Regions from separate parts of the Triticum aestivum genome. Here region 2 is linked to region 1. The links are chromatin contacts, called in public Hi-C maps. All regions are on one chromosome and are shown on one strand. Each heading gives the region's core, a stretch centred on a gene start, on an enhancer-like site or on the middle of the called end of the contact. The rest is flanking DNA. Distances are from core to core; before and after follow the strand shown. Region 1 overlaps LOC123111032 (filament-like plant protein 2). Region 2 holds the start of LOC123111034 (V-type proton ATPase 16 kDa proteolipid subunit).

Region 1 (6,787 bases), core at 1,149-3,648:
CAAATCACTAGAGAATCAGGTAGAAGAAGAGAAGGCACTGCGCGACGAACTCATGATACAATCATTGCTGAAGATTGAAGCAGCTGTTGAGGCTGTTAAAGAACCATTGGAGGCACAGCTGTGTTCCGCAAACACCGAAGTAGAGAAACTGCGTGGCATTATCGAAGCATTAGAGAGTGAGATAGAAAAGGAGAGGACAGTGCATGAAGAACTGACATCACAGCTAGACATGAAGATTGAAGCAGAGAGAACTCATTCTGAGGCTGTTAAGGAATCATTGGAGGGACAGCTATGTTCAGCAAATAGCGAGGTAGCGAAACTGCGTGATATCATTAAAGCGCTAGAAAATGAGGTAGTTGAAAAAGAGAAGGCGTTGCATGAAAAATTGGCAGAAAAAGCAGAGAAATCTATTTCTGCGGAGTCTGTTAAAGAATCATTGGAGGCAGAACTCCAGTTAGTCAACTCTGAAGTTGTGAAACTGCGTGATATGGTGACGGCGCTTGAGCATGAAGTGGTAAAGGAAAAGGAGTTCTCTGACGAGCTGCAGCTGCAGCTAGAAGCTCTAGAGGCCATAAAAAGGGTGTTGGAGTCAGAGGTCGAGTCTGCACATCAGGATGCCCGGAAGCTTAAGGAGAAGGTTGAGTTGTTTGAAGCAAAACTGGACGAACAGATGTCGTCAGCAGCGGAGTTCACTGCCAAGGAAGAGGCTGTGCAGTCACAAAGAACGGCAATGGAGCATCAACTTGAAGCATCAAAGGCCGATGTTGTGAAACTGACGAACATGGTGAGCTTCCTCCAAGGGGAGGTTGTGCAGGAGAGGTTGCTGTCAGAAGATTATGAACAGAAATGCCGAAAGCTGGAGGCTCAGTTGTCAAGGGATATTCGGGACGCGAAACTCTGGAGGCTTGCAAACTCAAATGGAGACCTAAAGACCAAGCAGGTAAATTTCTCTTTATACTGAATCTGGTGATTGCGGCTCTGATAACATTTATGAATTTGTGTTTTGTCGATTATCGATCCAGAGTAGAAAGAGGGCCACTAAAGTTGGTGCAGCTCAAACATCCCACCTGTTAACCTGAATGCATATAAATTAAGAGAACCAATATTCTATGTCTAAATATGAATCATGATCTTTGTATAGGAGAAGGAGCTTGCTAGTGCAGCCGGGAAGCTTGCAGAGTGCCAGAAGACCATTGCTTCACTGGGACGCCAATTGAAATCACTGACAGAGATTGACAACGTGGTGCTGGAGCCTGGACTAGGACTGCTGCTGGAACCCAGGGACATAGCACTAAACTTGAGAGCCAGTGATCCTGGCCTCCTTCAAAAAAGAAGCACTGGTTCCAACTTTGCAGTCTTCGCTGACGAGTTATATGATCTTGACCTTCCGGATGGCGACGTGGGCTGCTTTTCGCCACTCCCGTCGATGATTCGACCTTCATCACCCCCTCCCTCGGAAATGTCGGTGTTTGCAGGGGGGCTGTCGTCGCTTAGTAGCTACAGGGGAAAGAGACGAAAGTAAGAGCTGATGGATGATTAGAATGTCAAGATTGATTGCCGCTAACAGTTTATGGACAGCTCTCATGTGTAGGAGCGGAGCAGGAGAAGAAAGTAGAGATTGCCCGCATTGCTCGGCTAACAGTCCATTGATGCTCTCATCTGTAGAGGTAGTAGATCAGTGTACATTTACAGAAACTGATTGGTAGAAGATTTGTGTGCCAAAATTCCATTCTAGCAAGCTCAGTTTTTCACAGCCTGCTTGATGAAGTCTTACTGTATGGGTGCTGGCTGTTTGGTTCAAAATATAAACTCGGTAGTACTCAGTGTACTGGCTGTGTTGATACGCATTTATGGTGGTTTGGTGCGGTTTCTACTAGTTGTGTGCTCATGAATAGTTAGGTCTATTTGTGCCTCATTCAGACAGAAGTGCAGGTTTTTACCAAGCTTACCTTAATCAACAAGGGAGCTAACTAACATTTTTGAGATTTCTCGACAAATGTCATTATAGCAACTCCAACGTGCCAACCAAATGGATGAAAACACGCTAATTGTTCGTCTTGACACATTTGCAGCCCCAATTTGTGTGCATCGGCTCATTATCCGCCTCACAACTAGCCCACGCGGCAACGGACGAGCCGTGCGTCCGCTCATTATCCGCCTCACAACTAGTCCACACGGCCGTAGACGATTCGTCCATCTAACCTGGGCCTCAATTTGTGTCCACGCGGATACGAGACGGACGAGCCGTGCATCCGCTCATTATCCGCCTCACAACTAGCCCACGCGGCGACTAACCTGGGCCCCAATTTGTGTCCACGCGGATACGAGACGGACGAGCCGTGCATCCGCTCATTATCCGCCTCACAACTAGCCCACGCGGCGACGGACGAGCCGTGGCCGCTCATTATCCGCCTCACAACTAGCCCACGCGGCCGTAGACGATTCGTCCATCTAACCTGGGCCTGTATGGTAGCGTCTGGAAGCATGTTAAATTCAGAGGCATGTTGTCAGAATTGTTTTTTTTTAAGTGGATGAAAAAAATGCGTCAACAACCGTTGAACGACGCGGCCGAGCCAAATGAAAAAGCGGACAACCCCGTCTACTCGGCCGACCCAAACGGACAAAATCCATGTTCTTTTAGGTCAGCGCGTTGGTGTTGCACTTGGCCATGTTTAGAAATGCGAAAATTGCAAAGACTTCCTGCATGTTTGCTTATTTAAACATGTTCAAAATAGTGAAATCACATGTTCAAAATCACTATGAAGCGTTTGCGCCTCTAATTTACTTTTAACTTGATTGGAGAGTATAGCATAGACAATTAATTTTTTGTGTATAGAATTTGCATCACGAGGGGTGATCATGCTAGCTTGGAAGAAATGAAAATAATTGTGCCAATAAATGAAAATAATTGTGCCAATATTTAATCATTTAAAATGACCTTTGATCTTGGCTTCTCGGCGGAGTTCCTACGCTTGTGTTGGCCGATCAATGAGGATATCTCCGCTGCATTTGACAAACTTTACGCCATGAACGGGCGTGGATTCCAGAAGCTCAATAAGGCCTTCATCAACCTGCTACCGAAGCGACCTGACGCCTCCGCACTCAATGACTACAGACCGATTAGCCTGATCCACCTTTTCGCCAAGTTGTTCGCCAAGGTTCTCTCCCTTCGCTTGGCGCCAAAGCTGCAGACGCTTGTCTCAATCAATCAGAGCGCGTTCATCTCCGGCCGGCGTATCCACGACAATTTCTTGCTAGTTCAGCAGACAACGCACTTGCTCCACAACCTGAGGCTGCCCAGATTACTTCTGAAGCTGGATATCACTCGCACTTTCGACTCTGTTTCATGGGCATTCATCTTGGAGGTGCTAAAACATCTCAGATTCGGCGACCGTTGGCGAGAGTGGATGTCCATCCTACTCTCCACGGCCTCCACCAGTCTTCATCAACAGCACCCCTGGCGACGTGATCGGCCACGCTTGTGGTCTGCGTCAGGGCGACCCTATCTCGCTTATGATTTTCACCTTGGCCATGGATGTCCTCAACTCCATCTTTGTCCATGCGGCGGCCAAGGGGGTTCTTCAACGGTTGACGACCAGGCATGGGCAGCCAACATATCTCTATATGCGGATGTTGTGGTTGTGTTCTGCCACCCACACCTGGAAGACCTGATGGCGACCCGTGAGATATTGCGCATATTTGGGGACGCGTCCGGCATGCGAACCAATTTCGCCAAGTGCGCTGCGCTTCCAATCCGCTGCTCCGCCGAGCAACAGCTTCAGGCCTCCCAACTCCTGGACTGCCGTGTCGCACAGTTCCCCAGGACTTACCTGGGCATCCCCTTGTCCATCCGCAAGCCTACTACAGCAGCTCTGCTCCCGCTCATCAACAAACTATCCCGCAAGCTGTCTACCTGGAGGGGATCCATGCTATCTCGTGGTGAAAGACTTGCTTTCGTTTGACATGTCCTTTGCGCGATGCTGATGCACATTCTTATGGCAAGCAAACAAGATCATTCGCGGCTTGCTCTGGGCTAGCCGTCATGATGCCTGCGACGGCCAGTGCATGGTTAATTGGGCGTGGGTCTACCGCCCCCTCTCCCTTGGGGGGCTCGGGGTCCGTGATCTTCATCACGCCGGGATCACGCTGCGTGTGCGTTGGCTTTGGCTGCAGCGCACAGATTTGCGAAGGCCCTGGGCTCTTCTCCACCTCCCCTCTGATCCAGATGCCAGCGCCATGTTTCGCACTTCCACGACCTGGACGGTGGGCGATGGGCTCAACTGTCGATTCTGGACAGATCATTGGATTAATGGCTGCTCTGTGGCCGAACTTGCTCCTCTTATCTACACCCAGGTCCCCCATCGTCGCAGGAAAGATCCGCACCGTGTGGGACGACCTCCTCCATCGTTCCTGGGTGCAGGACATCCAGGGCGTGCTTGGGCCCATGGCAATGCTCCAGTACATTGACCTTTGGTGAACTTTGCGCCAGGTGCACCTATCTGAAGCTCCGGATTAGCTAACTTGGCACTGGACCTCCTCTGGCGTATACACCACCAAATCTTCTATGATAGCTCTTCGTGGGCGCCATCCCGTACCCTAACTGGCGGCTCGTCCGCTCTGGGTCAAGTTCTTCCTCTGGCTCGCCTTCCTCGACGGATGTTGGACAGCTAAGAGAGTCCAGAGACATGGACTGCCGCACGAGGACTCCTGTGTGCTATGCGACCAAGCCGAGGAATCCATGCAACATCTCCTTGCTGACTGCCCCTTCTCCAGGCAGGTTTGGTTCGACATCATCTTCTGGTGCAGACTTCCAATCCAACCCCCCGAGCAAGGCATGCCTTTCATCGAATGATGGGCGCGCTCGAGCACTGCCTTACCTCACTCTATGCGCAAAGGGCTAAACGCCATTGTCTCCCTGACGGCGTGGGAGATCTGGAAACACCGAAACAACGTCATCTTTGACGATGCTCGCCCCTCTACCCAGAAGCTGCTAGACCTAATTCGGGGCGAGGCACGGATGTGGGCAAGGGCTGGTGCAGCCGGAGTTGCTAACATCATCGACACCGGATGAGTAACTAAGTTAGGATTTAGGCAACCCCTTCTTCTTGCTGCTTAGGTGTTCTCTCTCTCTCGCCACTTTATGTGTACGTTCCGAGGTTTAACGCCATCACCTTGTACTCTCTTTCCACCTATCAATGAATGATACGCAAGCTTTTCGTATCCATGAAAAAAGGTATATTGCATGTTCGCTTATTTAAGTATGTTGTAGCATATTTGCATGTTTGCTTTGTAGTATGTTGTAGCATGTAGAGAGAGGGGGTAATTAAAATTTATTCATCAATGTGGGGATGGTTTAATGGTGAGCATTGTCATTCTTCGAATCTGAATAAGAACTTCACTTATATACACAAACTAAGTTACAATATTTTTATGAGGTTTATTTTTTGTTATAATACTTTGACTTTATATTTCATTACATTTGAAAATACTCATGTATAAATGTGTCATATGTGCAACAACTGAGAGAACTAAATATAAAAGACATATACATATATAATGTTACGCCTTATCTTTTTTATTAGCCATGTTTCGGATTCAGCAATGCTGAGGGTAGTTTTGTTTACAAAAAGGGAAGGATGATCAGGACATATCTACTTTGGATACGACAAAAAATATTGCGTACATATATATTTATAGGTGATTTCTAACAAAGTATATGCAATAATTTATTTATGTTATGCATGACAAAAATACTTTATCTTTCTTTATTTTATGTCTAATTGCATAATTACCGGACACTTATTCAAGCCATGTGTGAGGATAAAGCAAAGAGTCGTGATTAGATGTTGTACAAGAAGTCTCACGTCACTTTGGGCTCAAGAGAAGTCATAGACAAAGCTTCCACATTCTGAATTCAAATTCGGACTGCACAAACACATTTAACTTCAAACATCTTTAACTTTTGAATCCGGACTTGAATTGGATGAATCATTTTTTGTTGGAAAGCTTATCTCGTGGACTTTCTAACCCAAATGGATTCACTTTCAAATTCTCCCCTGAAAGGATCGATATGGTTGACTAGAGGGGGATGAATAGGCAACTACCAACTTTTAGCTTTTCTTAACAAATTAGGTTAGCAAAAAATAGGTTGTCTAGATATGCAACTAGGTGAGCAACCTATATGATGCTACCAATGACAACAACACAAGCAAGCCAAGGATACAACACAAATAAAGCTTGCACAAAGTAAAGGTAAGAAGTAACCACAAGTGGAGCCGGTGAATAAGAGGATGTGTTACCGAAGTTTTTTCCCTTTGAGGGGAAGTACGTCCCCGTTGGAGCGGTGTGGAGGCACAATGCTCCCCAAGAAGCCACCAGGGCCACCGTATTCTCCTCACGCCCTCGCACAATGCAAGATACCATGATTCCACTAGTGGTGCCCTTGAAGGCGGCTTACAAACAAGGTTGGGGCTATCTCCACAACTTAATTGGAGGCTCTCAACACCACCACTAAGCTTCACCACAATGGAATGTGGCTCCAAGGTGACCTCAACTGTCTAGGGTGCTCAAACACCCAAGAGTAACAAGATCCACAAGGCATTATTGGGGGGAATCAAATTTCTCTTGGTGGAAGTGTAGACCGGGACCCTCACAACCAATCCCTAGAAAATCAACAAGTTTGATTTTCTAGGGAGAGAGATCCGTCGAAAATGGAACCTTGAGGAACAATGGAGTTTGGGGGAGGAAGAGGTGGGTCTTCTTGGGGAAGAAGACCCCCTTTTATATA
Region 2 (6,523 bases), core at 3,330-5,829, 400 kb after region 1:
ACCCAATCCACGTCTAGTAGCATAGTATAGCAATATAAGCAAACATAGAAGTAACTCCCAAGGGTTTGATAATAAAACAAGTAATAGTTACTACCTCATATACTTCCCAAAACCCACATGTTAAACAGATCCTAATCATGCAATTGTTTGAGGGTTGATCTAATGCAATAAAACTAGGTAGTAAGAGGTATGATCAAAGTGTTACTTGTCTTGCTGATGATCCGCGAAACTTAGAGATTCAAAGTAGCAAGGGCGCACTCCGGGTACTCTATCGCAAACAAACAAGCATACAATCAGTACTCATCTAATGCACAGGTAAAACTCAAATAAGAGATCTAACCAGAAAGTTCAACTTAAGAACTCCGGTTTGCAAAAAGAATCAAATCTAACGAAGCAACGAAAGTCAAACGGTGAAAGAAACAAGCTTCGTTTACTAATCTGGATCTAAGTCAAATTTTACAGAAGCAAAATCTTGTTTGAGTAGGTTAAATGGAAAGAGGGTTTCGAGATGAAACTCTAGGCGCTTGAATCGCCTGATTCCAATAAACAAGCGAAAAGTTATACTAGAACGAAAATCGGATCAGAAATCGCGATCAGAAATAATCGCGGAAAATCCGAGAAAAGAAAAAACTTACGAACAGATTAACGAACGAACGTTCGTTAACTGAAACTAAATGGCGAATTTGTTCGTTAAAATGAACGAACGGGCGAACGCTCACTAAATAAATAAACTGGAAGAAAAAAATAAAACCGATCTATTTAAAAAAAATGAATCTAGGGTTTCTAAAAAAATCGGATCGGTTTTTAAAAAAAACTAAACCACGGCGGCGGCGGCGGTTACCTCCGGCTCGGCTCCGGCGGGGCTCCGGCGGGACGGCGCGGGTGGTGGGGCTGCGGTGGCGGCGGCGCTAGCGGAGATTATTATTTTTTTAAAAAAAATCCGCCGAACTAAGAAAAACCCTTAAATAAATAAATAAAAATCTAAAAATGCCAAAACAAATTTTCACCATCTAAATAAAATACTTAGAACAAGATGAAATTTTCATGGCCCTAAAATGCAGTTTTGAATATGTGCAATTTTTCCTAAATTCAAATAAAATAACGAAAACTCCAAAATAAAACTTATTTGATTTTTTTATTAAATCCTTAATATTTCTTTATTTAGGGAAAGTCATTTTATTCCCTCTCTCATATTTTTATAATTGAAATAATTGAAGATTAAATAAATAAAATCAAATGATCCTATTTTCAAAATTTGAGAAAACTCAAATATGAAAATAACGAAATCCCCAACTCTCTCCGAGGGTCCTTGAGTTGCTTAGAATTTCTAGGATCAAACCAAAAGCAACAAAATATGATATGCAATGATGATCTAGTGTATAACATTTCAAATTAAAAATTTGGGATGTTACAAAAAAATTACATGCACAAAAATATTGAAATAAATTTCATTTAAATTGAAAGAATTCGACGTCACAATTTTTGTAACATTCCTAATTATGAAGTTGACCAATAAATAAATCAAAATGATTAATTAATTAAATTTCATTAATCGTAACTAACAAGTTAAGCGTCACGTATATAGTACTGCTCAATCCAGTCATTAGATTGGAGCATAAATCTCATTAGGTTTTTATATAAACTGGAAGGGAAGTTGAATAAGACCAACGTTATGAACTACCGTTCACTGAAGTACTTCACTTTCAAGTGGACGGACTTGATTTGATCCTCTGAGGGGTCAAAGGGAAAAGGCTATTTGACTAAACAAAGGAAGCCTTTTTGGCCGATTTAAGTGACTGTACGGACGATCCATCACGCGCCTACCCAAAGTCCCTGTTTTTCATGCATTTGACTATGAAATTGTGATCCAAACATGGAGATCCAATCTTCGCGCATGGGTCATGTGCACCCAAACATGGAGATCCAATCTTGGTATTAAGGGGAATTCCTCCTAACGTCGGAAACTTTATGTTGACCCTAGCTTTGCACCAAGGGACTTTTCCTAAAATCAGGAATATTTCCTTGCTTAAAAAAACACAGGAAACAATGGGTTTTCCCGAGCGACCGATCCTATATGTGGTCGAACAGCTTGATTTCCCAAAATTAAGGAAGCCTAAAAAAAGCAAAACTGAAAGAGAGACTTGTTTTACGAGCAAGAATGAGGGAGGCCTCTTCCAGACCCTACCTATCGAAGCCTTGTTTTCACAAGGCAAATATGAGGTACCATAACACCTCTTTTACTAAAGGAATCCGCCTTAAAAGGTGTTCCAGAAAAAATGAAGTAGCACTCTATTGCAAGTTCCTTGCACTTAAACCGCCAAAAAGGAAAGGAACTTTTCCTATTGTTTTCCGTTAACACGGAGCAGTGAGGTAAGGAACTGGAAACCGGCTAACTGTACTTTTCCTTTTCTACTGAAAAGAAAAGGCAAGGGAAGGACAAAAGGTTTCCCCCAAACCCCTTCCCAAAGGCGTAGAAGGGAAAAGACTAGGCATGTTCGTTTGATAAAGTCTAGCTTTGCCAACTATTTCAAAGGAAAGGAATAGAACATAACAGAAAGCTACCGATGCAGCTCGGTCTCCTCGATCGTTCCCTCAAGTGATCGGCCACTCCTTGTTAACCTTGTTAATGGAAATTCAACTAAACAATTGCACTAATGGAAATTCTCTCTCCGTTATAAACTATTCCGCTCCCTAACCTACCTTTCGGTCGATCTGTACTCTTCACTATGATTTCAAGTACTCCCTCCATCAAGCTTGTCACACCTCTCAGATTCACTCCCCTAGGCTAGGAACAGTCCTTCGGCATCGGGTCGATATGGCCTAAAGGCCATGTCTCCCCTATCCGGGGTTTACGGCTACTGACTCTATCGAAGTAGTCTAGAACCCCGGACTGCGTGTTTTTGCTCTTACCCATGAAGGGATAAGAGCTCAGAACCCTTGCTTTCTTGACTAGCTCTGAGTCGGGGGTACTTGCTCCCTTCGATCTGAGTACAGATCTTCCCTCCACCAACTAATATACTTTGATCACTACGTTCGGCGTTGCTGTCGAGTCAGGTCCCCAATCAAGGGGCCCTATCTCTCCAGTCAACCAGGAAGATGATGACAAATCAACCAATTGGATTTCATTGTCATTCCATTTCCCTAGTCATGACATGCAACGTTGTAATTGCGTATCATGATCAGAGATGTAGGGTTGTCGTTGGTTCATCAAAAAGATGAGCCACGTCCAGGACAATCGTGTTGGTTGTTGTCCTTGAAGGGACCGATAGGTGTACCAGAAATCAAACAGGTTAGATGTGAGCAAAATAATGGGAAACATCTGTAGCCAAGGGAGCTTTGCCCTTGATGTATTGACTAGTCCAATGCCGACCAAATCAACTTATCAGTTAGGAACACTCCCATTCCATTTGCATATCACTTTAAGGCTTTCTTTGGTTCATAGGAAAGGATTATCACAGGAATAGGAAACTTGTAGGAAACGAGATGGCATATATCTCAAATCCTATGAGTATGATTAGGAAAAGAGGTGTCATTTGGTTCACATTATAGGAATATTTCCATTGAGTTTAGGCTCATGTTTATTTTCCTTTGAAATATGGAGGATAGGAACCAATCCTATGTAGGAATAGGAGTCCATTCCTATGAACCAAAGGGCTTTAAAGAAAAAAAAAATCCTAAAAGAGTCCTATCCTATAATTTTCCTTTGAAATTCCTCCAAACCAAAGGAAGCCTAAGTATTTGTGAATGCTTTCTACACCTGTTTCGGGCAGCAGGAGGTTAGCAGATAAGGCCCCTATTCTGTGTGAGAGGAATCACACACACACAAGGGAGGATAATTTAAACACATAAAGTTACTAATATGTTTTTATCTGTATTTTAAGATTCCTGATCATAATATCTCGTACTAAACAGACTTAATATGTCCGACAACAGAGATATTCGAAGGAAACAAGCAAATACAAAAACACATAGCTAGCAACATAAACATGAGTGCTAAATTCAAAAAGTATTAGAGAGATTAAAGGGTATAGAACAGGAAACATGTATCAAGACCAAATATACAAGAAGAACTAACCTTTTCGGTAAAATCCTTGGATATAACTCTGCTCCTCTTGTTGATATGGTCCAATCCTTGGAACTAACCGTTTCTTCTATAGAAATGTTGGTTGAAGAAACGGGCGACAACGGTTTAGAAGGCACACGAAGAGGTACCCGACCCTACATCTACAAGTATACTGTCTTGATTTACAAATGCAGTACGCACATAAACAACACAAAATTATATTCACAAATCAGTTTACGAATATTACCCTGCAAAAAGAAAAATCAGTTCGCGAATATTGACACAGACCACGACCTACGATCCACGAACTTCACCGCTGCTTGCCGCCAGAAATCGTGTTCCAGAGACGAGACGACTAGTAGATGAGTAGAGCACGACCCGTGGGTACGCGAAAGGCTGGAACAACGTCAACCACGCAACGCTCCGCCCACGTGGCCCGCGAGCAGTGAGACACCAATTCTACAATCTACACCCAGACAAGGGCACCGGTGCCCCTCCTGACCGGGCAACCACGGGTACACGGCTCCTACATCCAGAGGGGCAAAACCGTCCAGTAAAAAACATTCCGCCCCACCCCGTCTTCTTCTTCCCCAATCTCCAACGCCCTCCTCCTCAGATCAGATCGTGAAAAAGCCCAAACCAAATCCCAAAGCGACAACAGAAAAGCTCGAGCTCGAGCTCTTGCTTGGGTGGACGAGCGAGCAGACCCCGATCCCAGCAGTAGCACCAGGAGGAGGAAGATGTCGTCGGTGTTCAGCGGCGATGAGACCGCCCCCTTCTTCGGCTTTCTCGGCGCCGCCGCGGCACTCGTCTTCTCATGTACGCCCTCTCCCATCTCTCTCAAACTTGCCAGCCTTTGTGTAGCTTACATATGTTTGCGGGAATAAGATTGGAGCTCTGATCCGCCCGGATCGGCGGAGCGTTGTCCCTTCTAGCGCGCTGGTCCTTCGATTCCGTAGATTCGATTCGTTTAGCACGCGAGACGAAGCGCGCGCTTTGGTCCTGGGTTAGTCCCTGCGATCGTTGACGAGATCTCTCCGTGACCCATCCTTGCAGGTATGGGGGCGGCCTACGGGACGGCCAAGAGCGGCGTCGGCGTGGCGTCCATGGGAGTCATGCGCCCGGAGCTCGTCATGAAGTCCATCGTGCCCGTTGTCATGGCTGGAGTGCTCGGTATCTACGGGCTTATCATCGCCGTCATCATCAGTACCGGGATCAACCCCAAGGCCAAGCCCTACTACCTCTTCGACGGCTACGCCCACCTCTCGTCCGGGCTCGCCTGTGGCCTTGCCGGCCTTGCTGCTGGCATGGCCATCGGCATTGTTGGTGATGCTGGAGTCAGGTAAGCTCAATTTATCATCTCTTATTGTGTTATGCGCACTGATTTTGCTGCTATGTTGGTTTGTTGATGACTAATTTGCATTGTTAATGCACATGCCTCACGCCTGTGCCTACATAGTAGTAGCTAGCAGGCGCATGTGCTGCATTTGAAGGAATGCATTTAGGTGGATGGTTCTGACCCAATTTCATTGGCCTGATTCTGTTTGAGATTCGAATCTCTGTAGGCTCGCTGTTCAAGTTTCATTATTTGGTTGTCTCAATATACTCCAATATAGCCTTAACAGAAGTAAATTTCAGTTACAGCATGGATCATTCTCTACACAAATCCACTTAGGTTGTTTATGACTAGACTAACAATTCATCAATAAGCTGAAATCTGAGGATGAACATATACGAGCTCTTATTATTACTACACTTCTCTCTAGGCATGATATGCTTGTTGTACCAATTATCTTAGGAAACAATCTTGACATATAGAAAAATGACACTGGCAATTTATTCCCTCACCTACGTACTATAGACGATGAGCCTTTGTTATGTCAATTACTTCTTTCACCATGAATTTTGTGTAAGTCGGTCTATTATGGTGGATTTACTTTATATATGCTGCTCACCAGACAAAAACATTTTTCAGTGGAACCGCCTTTGTGGACTTATGAATTATGATACTCTTTGAACTGTATACTTTGTATTTGTTCTGGTCTTTGTAGTTTATTAGTTAGTGTGATGTCCTATATGTTTAGTTAGTAGTATGATTCTCTCTGCTTGTTAAGTTTTGGCAATATGTATGCATACTGCTATCTGTAAATGAAACTCCCAAACTTGTAACTAAGCTACGCTGATTCTAATAACTTGTTAAGGGTTTAGTATTTGTCAATGTTATAGTTAGCTCTTTCCTTTCTACTGGTTTGTTGCTCCCTGGGTAAGACCTGATAATTGCTAAGTACTCCCTCCGTCCCCAAATACTTGTCGGAGAAATGGATGAAAATGAGTGTATCTAGGACTAAATTGCGTCTAGATACATCCATTCATCCGACAAGTATTTTCGGACGGAGGGAGTACAAGATTATGCAATTTAAATCTGTTACCTTCTATATACTGTTGATTTGACATGCGTGC

Evidence for each region. A called contact is a pair of places that touch in the nucleus more often than the background predicts.
Region 2: a contact with region 1 is called in a Hi-C map of leaf, with 5 times the contacts expected there. The contact joins the promoter of LOC123111034 here to the enhancer-like site in region 1. A contact is called at or near these places in 3 of 5 Hi-C or Micro-C datasets (all in leaf) and 1 of 1 datasets of contacts at active chromatin or transcription factors (leaf).

Annotation. Positions count from the first base shown.
Region 1 is chr5B:210,385,948-210,392,734 of IWGSC CS RefSeq v2.1, forward strand. It overlaps LOC123111032 (filament-like plant protein 2), which reads left to right. Exons shown (of 5, transcript XM_044531709.1): 4 at 1-940; 5 at 1,142-1,989. The coding sequence ends at 1,522. Among protein-coding and RNA genes, the nearest start is that of LOC123111032, 15 kb to the left of the region's middle. Within about 2 kb of position 2,399, at least 1 of the 8 cell types and tissues checked has an H3K27ac peak or open chromatin away from gene starts, as enhancers often do. A contact at or near this core is called in leaf, where this site is marked.
Region 2 is chr5B:210,785,393-210,791,915 of IWGSC CS RefSeq v2.1, forward strand. It overlaps LOC123111034 (V-type proton ATPase 16 kDa proteolipid subunit), which reads left to right and starts at 4,580. Exons shown (of 3, transcript XM_044531711.1): 1 at 4,580-4,882; 2 at 5,120-5,405. The coding sequence starts at 4,804.